Regions from separate parts of the Sander lucioperca genome. Here region 2 is linked to region 1. A link is a contact called in public Hi-C data. All regions are on one chromosome and are shown on one strand. The core of a region is the stretch at or near the end of the contact, and the rest is flanking DNA. Distances in the headings are between cores, read along the strand shown. Region 1 holds the start of zgc:101569 (probable enoyl-CoA hydratase). Region 2 holds the start of bloc1s5 (biogenesis of lysosome-related organelles complex 1 subunit 5).

Region 1 (5,433 bases), core at 1,205-3,704:
TTGTTACCTTTGCACAGAGCCAGGATAGCTGTTTAAACTGGCTAAGCTAACCGGCTGCTGGCAGTAGTTTCAGGATCTTAAAATGATGATAAAATGTCTTTTTCTCTGCAAGAAAGCAAATAAGCATAATGGCTTCAGAATTTCATGATATTCCAAAAGACTCGATGACCAGTTGTAAAGCTGAAATGTAAAAAAAAAGGAGGAGCAGATAAATAGGGGAAGAGGAAACACAGGACCTAGGGAAAAATGACTGACGCCGAGGACGGCTGGTTGGCCTGAAACTAGGGACAGAATCCCTCAACAGGATTTTAACCAGGCTCAAACTCTGTAGTATGTCTGTAAATATCTGCCTGAATGAAGTATGAGCAAGACACTGAATTAAAAAGCAAATTTTCACCCATCCCTTCTAACTCTTACCTTTCCCATGCAGGACAGCCACGTTTAAGTCTGGGTCACTGTCGAAGGCCTCCAGCTCTTCAAGCAGACGCCTCGCCGTCTCCTGGTTCACCGCATTACGCACCTCAAGCCGGTTTATCGCCACGGTAACCACGGACCCCCTGCGCTCTGTGACCACAGTCTGTCCCGCAACTAATGACAGAGAATGATAAAGATGCACAGACAGAAACAAATATGGACCACAACACTTAGAAAGAGGCCGGCCCAGAGACATTAAGTTTGACCTCAACAGAAGAAGGGATGGAGATGGAATGTAAATCGTTGTGGACAGACTTGATAACAGAAACAGTAACAGACAGTGAAACAATGAAAGAGATGGTCTGGGTTGAGGTGAGGGCCTTGGCTCCCGCTCTGTCTAAGTGTGTGTTTATAAAGTGTGTGTGAGTGTGCCAGTGAGTGTGGCTTGAGGTTGCAGCAGGCAGTTGACCTGACATTGTTTAGGGTCATCCCAGGGAATCCAGCTGTCAACCACAGCCAGAGGCAACTCCATCCAGGAAAGGCAAACAAAGCTACTGAGCGCATTAACCTCGCTCACACAGGCTATTCTAAGGAGAAGAGACTGCTAAACAAAACCCAGTAAAGTGAGGCATGGCAGGATGAAAAAAAGAAAAGAAGGCAATTTGTCTCAGGCAGCCCTTTCTACTCTGCTACACCTCAAACAAATCACACCGTGCAGTGTGTGCAGGGAAGTGGAAGCACGTTTCCTGTGTGTAGTGTTGTTTTCCATTTTATTTCACAGTTACACTTTAGGACTTCAGCTTTGAGTCCGAGTAACAAGCAGTAAGAGTAATGAGTAATGCTGAGATACGCAATCATATTTTAGTGGTATAATTGTTTCTGATAGGGGTTCTATATATTTGATGGAGCACATTTTTAAACAGCAAAAACAATGAATAGCTCTGAAATGATTAGGTGATTCAAAATGTGTCACCAACTATTTTGATAACTGACTAAAATAATTTAATAAGAAAAAAGAAAGAAAAGAAATTTCGTAAACACGAAATGAAAATAGAAGCAGCCCTAATTAGGAAAGCAACTATTTTTATAGCACGTTTTAACATACCGGTGGGACTAAAATCATTAATAATGGTTGCATTCCATTTATTTTCACCATGCCCGGAAAGTGGTACAAATAAATGGTATATGTGCATGCTGGCTCCATTGGTCACTTAATGGAACTGAGCTTATTATTTGAGCTTATTAATTACACCGGTGCTTCTGATATGGGTTATAACCCCTCAACATGTAGGCCTATGTTGTAAAATAAGGTCTAACGGTCACGTAATGAATGCAATTTATCTGTGAAACGCGTTTTGTGGACATTTGTGTTCTGGGTCGACTCTATGATAGCTTGCTTTGAAGACTTTGTTCTTATAATACATCCATAGTCTACAGTCCTCGCATGAATTAAAATTGAGTGTGACGTAGTACAGGTGTGTAATGTCTAATGGAATTATGGCAGCGTCTGCTGCCCCCCACAGTCATTAATGACTTACTGCATGTTTCCACACATACCTGTTCCTGTGTCGTCACCTCCAGTTGCAGTGCTGTATAATTGAACTGTCAACAAACTCGCCTTTATCGACTGTCCAAATGTTTTACTGTGATAGGTAGCCCTTAAAATTGGTGTCAACGTCCTAAAATACTTCAGCGCCATTGCTAACACTCACTCGTGAAAAACGTAGAAGCTCTAGTTTAACTCATAAACAAATTAAGCGCTAAAGCATTTCACAAATGATTCTAAATGACTGTAAAAATGAGCGTAATAAATTCTACTCTTCACGCAGTATACTAGCTAACTAACTACAACAACACAACTCACACAACTCTGAAATGGAGGTGTGACACTTTTATACTCCCCCACTGAAACAAGAACACTGGACAAGGTTCTGGGACATATTGGTGCATTGCGGTGGTAAAAACTACTAACGTTCAGCAGATGGCGACATTGAGCCACTTTGCAACTGTTCCTCTGCAATGTAACGTCTGTGGTCCTATAAATGATGAAAGCCAACTCCACATTGGATTTTCTTTGTATTTTAATAAAAGATTTCTCTTTGTGTTCTTTTTACACATTTTAAGGCATCATGCACAAAAAATAAGCCATACTAAAAGGCATTATGCTTACCCTCTACCTATATGTGCTAACATTTGAATATTTTGCAGTTAAAAATAAGTTTGTACAAATATGGCATGTAAGCTGGCATGTCAGTGAATCTCGAAGCAGGACATCACCTGCTTTCACCGTTTTTGTAAACATGTCTTTGAGCAAAATAGGGCTGAGGAAAAGACAAGAGAAAGGGAAAGCATGCTTCAACGTGGGGCTAAATTTCCCTGAAAAGCATGCATCTTAAATCATACTTACAATGCATCATTTTTACTCTAACAGTTATTTTTTAATTGTATCAATTAAAGTTAAGACGTTAAAAAGTTTGTTGACAATAATAGACAGACAGAACGACAGGATGTGTCCATGATATTCCCCAACCCCAACCCAGAAGTAGTTCAGATTTGTCATCAAACAAAACACTACAAGATTTTTTTTTAAATACATGAAGCATTGTAGTTGTATCTCCAGATAAATACTGTCATCTGGAGGATATTACAACCTAAAAACAAACTGAAGGTTCCTCTCAGTTTTCTTGTATTCATCATATAAATTTGTGTGAAACAGCCCAACTCGGGCTAAGGATTAGGTTTAAAAAAATCTTGTAGTGTCCTCCATGGCAGACATCTGGGAGTTGCCGGTAGCTTTGGCACAGTTGTGTCCAGTTGTGCTCTTTTGTGGTGATCCGTGTACGTTATACTATATTGAAGACCATGGATAGATACTGTTCATATGAAACCTGGATCCAGCCATCCTGGTCTGTATCGTACCGCCTGAACACATCAGTCAACCTCTGTGGAAAGGAGGGGAAAATAGTGAATTTAACTTCTCATGTTCATCTCAATTTCTCATTGCTCCAAAGTTTCCAATGCAAAACGGATATACATTTATTCACACAAATGAGTTGTCATATTGAAACATCTTTTGTTTCAACACTTTCAATCACGATTTTACATTATCATCATCATCGTTCATGCATTTACTACCATAGTTAACAGACATTCAACACTGGGTCACTGAATAATATACATGCTTGAATTCTTTACCCTATACTTCTGGAGACGCAGATATATCATTCATTCAAATCTAGGTCTAAAAAAAGGTCCAAACAAAGTGAATGGCTGACACTTCTAGAGCTATTGTGAGACCTTGAGCGAGGCAATTCAAAAGCTACTGTTATTAGCAAAAGGGTTATGGTTACAGTACGCTTGGCAGCTTCCATTTTAATTGTGTGTGTGTGTGTGTGTGTGTGTGTGTGTAATTACTGAAACGGAACATACAGACTCAAGTGGAACTTCTACAGGAGATTAATAGTCTATTAAGGGAGGACTGTAATGGGTTTCTTAAATATGGATCATTTAAAATTCCCTTTTGAATCCTATGAATACAAGAGTATCCTTGTTGTGATGCAAATAGTAAACCAATGGGCATCCTATATTTGTGCTTACAGGTTTATTTTGATGTAGTGTGAATCTGTTACCTGTAGTACAATACAGCACTGGATGAAGTCATCGAAGGCAACTTGTCCCTTCCTCTGGCGGTCAAACTTCTCTATCAGCGTGCAGTAGAACTGATCTGATAGACGATAGCCTGCACACAACAGCAAACAAGACATTAACAATGTACTGGACTTATATTTGAACTTGGTTTGTCCCCATTATGGAGACCTACACAGCCTTTGAAAACAAACGTGAACTTTGAAAAGCCTGACGTCCATGCTCTGAGCACCTGAGGCTCCTCAGTAGTGACAGAGGACACTCAAAGCCTTGTCATTCTTTTTTTTTTTTTTGCCCGCAACATATTGATTATGACTCTTCTGGCCTTTATGGAACTTACTGTAAATAAAAAGCCTTTAGGGATTTTGCTGTAGACACTTTCACAAAGGCAAACAGAAAGCATGCAAAATCAGTTTTATTTATTTTATTTGCTAAGTTACATTTCTGTGGAATCATGTCTGAAACATTCATGTTTTTTCGTGCTAAAAAACGATTTGTCCCCTATTGTTTGTTCTGCATTGTTAATGGCAAGGTGGAACTCCATGTGTGTGATGTAAAAATAACATGTAATTACTACATGAGCGGAATTCCAAACTATTCCATTAAGAAACAAATTACCAATGGCATACTGGTTCTTTCCAAACATAGACTGAGCTACTGAAAAGACAAAAGCTGACCTTTGACCCAGAGAAAGGACATTCCTAGAGACAGCTGTGGAGCCCTCCACCACATTCAAAGGTAAACTACAGAAGCATACTTTGCTGCTCACCGAATCCAGTCAGCGCCTGTTTGAGCTCGTTCTTATCGATGAAGCCGGAGTTGTCCCTGTCGTAGTTCCTGAAGATGTTCTGCCAGTCTGTGATGTACTTCCACACACCGGCAAACTCGTTGAAGTTCACCCCGCCTTTATTTTCCCTGTCGAACATGGCTGAAGGAGAGAGGGAGGAGGTTGAGAATAAGGTACACTGTAAGAGGCTTTATTCACTCTCACACACTCACACATACACACATCTCTAGAACAGAATGCAGTTGGGACATATCCTGTGACATGAAAGCAAAAATGGTACCACAAATAGTTTTAAAGGGCGGTCAGAGAGCAGAGAAGTGTAAACTGTGGGTCTCACACTTGACTAACTCCTGCCTCCTAAGACTACCTCATAACAGAAAGAAAACTGCTCGATCCCCCCCACCAATACTCCCCTCCTCACCATCACGCAGTTCAATCCAATTACCTCCCAACAAAGGAAGTGTTATCACAGGATATGCTGGGGGACTAATAAACAATTGATTTACTGAGTATGGAACAGTAGGAAGGGGAGGCGATGGAATTATAGGGATTTACTCTGCGAGTCACACAACAAAAAGGGAACAAAG
Region 2 (5,336 bases), core at 384-2,883, 130 kb before region 1:
CATTTAATCCCCTTAATAGGCCCAAATCAAAACTAATGGTGCATGTAATAAGTGTTTAACTAAACAATGTGGACAGTGGGGGACTTAAGTGGGGCCTTAATGATTTTCTCTTAACAGAGCATGACAGTCCTAATGAATTTAGGGCTCGCAAACAAACTTTTGACAACTAATATGCAACGTGTGCCCCAAACAATGCCTCTTCTCTCTCACACTGAATATCTGCATGCACTCTGCTCTTGCCACAAGTGCTGTGTTTATTAATACATATATGCCAATACATTTGCATTTCATAAAGTGTAATAAAAGCATTTGCTAATCCAAGATAATTCTGTCACCGGGGCTTTGCCAGACCTGGATTTTCTAAACTAATATGAGACATTTGGTGCCATCTTGTGGTGACTCTGGTGTTTTCAAAGAAACGTGCCTTCTATAAATGTACTTATGTCTTATACCTTAATCTAGCAAATTTCACCATAGTGACATCTGTATTAATGCAATTGTTGTATACCTAAAAAAATACAAATTAATGTATCCATCCCAACATAGATACTCAGCAAAAGGGGCCTCCTCCATACCCCATACCCATACAAAGATGTGTTTGCTAATGTCTTAGGTGAGATTATCATTCACCATGCTATATTTATCTACTGTAGTATCACTACATACAACATGTCCTTTGTTATTCCAAAGGAACTAATAGCTGTGATGGAGTCATAGTATTCTACACTATTATAATAGGATTATTAGTGTCTCCTGTGTGCACTGCACATCTGATAAGATCAATAAATACTCAATATTAAATACTAAATACGCAATGTGAGTAACCATCTGTGGACGCTGTATGAATATTAGATACTATAATCCTATTATAATAGTGTAGAATACTACAAATCCATCACAGCTATTAGTCTGTTTGGGATTAATAAAGGAATTATTGTAGACACTGGTGTATCCTCCTCCACCAGCAGGATACTTGCTTTTACATAATGGCAACCTCAAAGTTATTCTTATTAATGGATTATTATTGAATTATAATGCAGAAGTAGGAATGAGTTCTCATAAATAAAGCCATTGGTTGCAATGTATTTTTTTATTACAAAGTGGTAGTCTACTATGATTTAAATGAACCAGGGGAAAGAGTGCAAGCAGACTGTGGAACATGATTTATTTTTAAGCCACAAAGTCAGGAAAAATGTTGAGTCTGTATTTAAAAAGACAAATTCCTATATTATTGGTCAATTCAGTGCATTTTGAGTAGACAATTTTTGTGTGGAAATTACTTTTAAAACTAGGTTTTGATGTCACTCTGCTCCACCACAGAGCAAGACTGACATCTGCTGTCCTCAGTCAAGCAAAACCTCAGTCTACTCTACTGTCTCTCATCCGGTGTCTCACACACACACACACACACACACACACACACACAAGCTTGCAGACATTTAAAACTTCCAGAGTTAAAAACTCGTCACTGTAGCTTACCTTAAATCAAGACTGCATGAGAGAGTATTTTAAGTGGACTGGTAAAAAAGAAGAAGCTCAAACCACGAGAGGACATCTTACTAAAGTGAATGTGACACCCCTCTCTCAGCCGTTTGGTCCAGTCCATGGCCTCGTACCCGGAAGTAGTAGTAAATATTTACATTGCAGTCAGCTGACTTCCATTCACATGACTGCAATTAGCAAAAGAGCATTGCAGTTTTTGTCATATTGTAGGTGGTCTTTATTACTATGTCATTAAAATAAAGGCTACGTTAATGACAGATAGTTTAGGTCAGCTAGGTAGCGTTTTCGCTTTCACAATTAGTTGCCAGTTAGCTGAGCATTTGGAACATTTAGCAAGTGATTAGCTAGCACTTAGTTAGTAACTAGCTAGCTGGTTGAGCTAGCTGCTCCAAAGGAGACAACTTTAATTTAACTACTAAAATTAACGTGCCAGCAGCGTTTGTAAGAATGGACAAAATTGCTAAAGGTGAGTGAAATCGACAGCAGAAAAAAATCCTTCTCATTTTCGGCATATTAGCGTGTTTTCCTCGCTGTTTACCTTTTATTATCTTATTAGCTGATAAGGTAGGCCTACAGATAGATAAGAGTCTATTCAAAGTATCATTTAGTGTCAGCAACAGTGTGATAGACATTATGACTTGTTTGATTTTCTTACTTAACACTATACTTTCTCAAGCTTTCAAAAGAAGGAATAAGGTTGTAATTAGGTTAATAATGATACAATGATGGCCTATATTGTATAGCATGCAGGCTATCTAACACAACATTAAAGGCATGCGCAGATTATTAAGGCGTGCTTGAATTATGGTTTTAAAACATGATATTAACTTTCATAATGTTGTTAAAATGTATCCTGTGTTTCCCAGTGTTGTTTTAACCGAATCTAATTTGAGCTGTTTGGTGCCGCAGATGTGGGTGATATCCAGTCCCGACTGTTAGACCACAGACCAATCATCAATGCAGAGGTCCGCTACTTCGTGAGAGAGTTTGAGGTACCCGCATGACAAATATATTATTTATAAGACTAAAGACCATTTTTAAAATTCTAGAATTATTTACAGTTGTGATGATGACGTAACACGGTGCCTTGGTGTTTGTCTTGTGGGTTCAGTCAGTACCACTGATGAAAGATATTTGGACTTTTTACCTTTTATTTAGATTTGTTTGTCCTTCAACACTGCTGTCACTGACTAAGCTGTACATCAGTCGCTGAGAATCTGCAGGCCACACCAATTGAAGGTTTTTAGTGCAGATCGGCTTGTTCAGAAATATTTCTTAGCCAAATAACATATTTAGTGGAAGGATTTATTACTTTAAAGATACAGTATTTTTCTGTTATTAAAAAGTCAATGCCATGAGTGTAATTTGTCGCACTCATTTTAATGAAAGCTATATGTTAAGACCCAGTGCAAGACTAAACGACTTAAAGTGCTCATATTATGCTTTTTGGCTTTTTCCCTTTCCTTTTATTGTGTTTATCTTTTTGTGCATGTAATAGGTTTACAAAGTGAAAAAGCCCAAAGTCCACCCCAAAGGGACTTACCATCTTCCAGAGAAAACACTGTTCACAAACTGCTCTAAACAGCTCTATTGTAGTCCAGCCTTTACTTCCGTGACGAATGTGTGTCACTTTGTAACACACTTTATAATGCTCGCCTAGCTGCTAGCATGGCATACCCTCATACTCTGCAACTGACTAGCTAGCTGTGCTTACTGCGCATGTGCGACTCCCAACAAAGATGGAACAGAAGTGCGATGCCTCACTCTGTAGCTAAAACAGAGAGCTCAACACACAGGGTGAAAAGAGGAGCTGCAGCAATGTGCAGTACAAAAAAAATATGGTGTTTTTTGAAAATTAAACCACATAAATGTATTCTTGTACAACCTCTAAATACAATTATGAACCTGAATATGAGCACTTTAAGAAACTTGTGTTTTCAGTGTACTATGTGGTATGTGTGTGACAACACTGAGCTTTCGGCTGTTTAGGAAAAACGTGGACACAGGGAGAGCAGACTGCTGGAGAACCTCAATAAAATGGTTTCGGAAACAAATGAGCAAATCCTGCCAACAGATTTAGAGGGCATGCTGTCTGATGTTGTTAAACGGTGTAAGTCTCCTCTCTCAGATTCACACTTGAGAATGTGCCAAGATTGTGTCATTACATGCTTCACCTGACATCTAATTAGACGCTAAGATTTGTTGCCATGTCTTTAGAAATAAAGTAATATAATGCAATATTTTATGAAAATAATGTGCTGATTGCCATGTCTATTGCTAATGCAGGTGTGTGTGTGTGTGTGTATATGATATATATATATATATATATATATATATATATATATATAGAGAGAGAGATATATATATAGAGAGAGATACGAGACATTCAACAACACACTATGTTTTAAATAACTGTACTATATTTTGAATTCCTATGATGATCAGATGACACAAGAAAGTTGTTTTTATATCTATGTTGTGTTTTGAATATAAATATTAAGAATATGTTTTGTTTCCCACAGTGGAGGCTGCTAATCACATGGCAGAGAGAGTCCAGCAGAGGGAGCTAGAGGCACAGCAGGTAAAAACTACCCAAGGCAAAGGACTTCTAGCATGTGACACTTCTTCTAATGACACATTATCATAGCCTAGGAAAAAAAACAATTGGATTGCAGATTGTACAGGCATTTATGATATTGTGTCTACTATACTGTATATACAGCACCTGTAGGCTGAATGCCAGTGTCCAGACACCACATGATCAGCATATATAGTGTTGTTTATAAATGCAAGAGGTTAGAAGTAGTACAAGAAGGAGAATTGAGACAAACGTCATAATTTCTCATCTTCTTGTGTCCTTCCAGAGCATGCAACTGCAGGTGAACATGGAGCATTTGAAAGATGATTGGGCAGAGTTTCTAAAAGAACAGCAGAGATTAAAGGAGGAGGTGAATGAAGAGCACGCCAAGGCTGTAGGACAACTTAGCACCAAGTACAGCGAAAAGAAGAAGGACTTGACCAAGTTTTCACTCCTCTAATCAGTTGATGTTTGCGAGGGTGTGAATGAACAAACCTCTCTTATTCCATGCTTGTGTTTGTTATGGACATGGACGTCAGTTCTGCATGTGCAAAAAATCGCCTTTGATTGATGAACTCGGCCGTTGGCATAAAACGTAGAGGTTTTGTGCCTGCACAAGACTCAACATTTTCCAAATCGTGAATATGAAAGTGTGATTAACAACGTGGCATTTCACAGGCCATCAAACTCAAAAGTTTCTGTCTTTAGCGCATGGAATTTTCACGGCACCTAAAAGGTCTGGAATATGTAATTTTTAAACAAGCAATCATGTGATTGTTCCTTGGCCGTGAAGTTTTCAACATTTCAAGATTTTTAATGGATGCCTGCCTGAAGGGTGCTGATGATAAATTTGCATCTGCCTCAAGTTGAAAGGAACCTGGAGTTTAGCACCAAGGCGAGATATTCTAAGCACTGAAAGCCAGATCATTAAATGTTAAAGGAGCCCTTCTGAGCAGGTGTGTTTAAAGCACAAGTGTTGTAGAAACAAGCTCAAACTAAACAGTTTCCAGAACAAATCATCCCTCATCAGCTATCCCGTGTTTGGAACATTTGACCTCTGACATTAACTTTGTGTAAACCAACAGTCTGTGAAGTAACTTTCATTATAAAAGGCCTTTGCTGAAACCAATTTAAATGATCAGCAGCAGCTGTTTTTTGTTTGCTTTGCCACCTCAAATCTGATTTAAATGAGTTACAAATCCGATATTTTCATTGCTGTTTAAACAGAAAAAAACATGAATCACATGATTTTGTT

What was found. A called contact is a pair of places that touch in the nucleus more often than the background predicts.
Region 2: a contact with region 1 is called in a Hi-C map of liver, with 3 times the contacts expected there. The contact joins the promoter of bloc1s5 here to the promoter of zgc:101569 in region 1. A contact is called at or near these places in 2 of 2 Hi-C or Micro-C datasets (liver and muscle).

What each region holds. Positions count from the first base shown.
Region 1 is chr1:17,567,603-17,573,035 of SLUC_FBN_1.2, reverse strand. zgc:101569 (probable enoyl-CoA hydratase) reads right to left here and starts at 2,454. Exons shown (of 9, transcript XR_004104094.2): 1 at 1,972-2,454; 2 at 418-588. pdcd6 (programmed cell death protein 6) reads right to left here. Exons shown (of 6, transcript XM_031294554.2): 4 at 4,829-4,987; 5 at 4,044-4,153; 6 at 2,994-3,356. The coding sequence ends at 3,258.
Region 2 is chr1:17,696,175-17,701,510 of SLUC_FBN_1.2, reverse strand. bloc1s5 (biogenesis of lysosome-related organelles complex 1 subunit 5) reads left to right here and starts at 1,633. Exons shown (of 5, transcript XM_031294546.2): 1 at 1,633-1,969; 2 at 2,413-2,495; 3 at 3,493-3,613; 4 at 4,026-4,084; 5 at 4,368-5,336. The coding sequence starts at 1,951. The coding sequence ends at 4,541.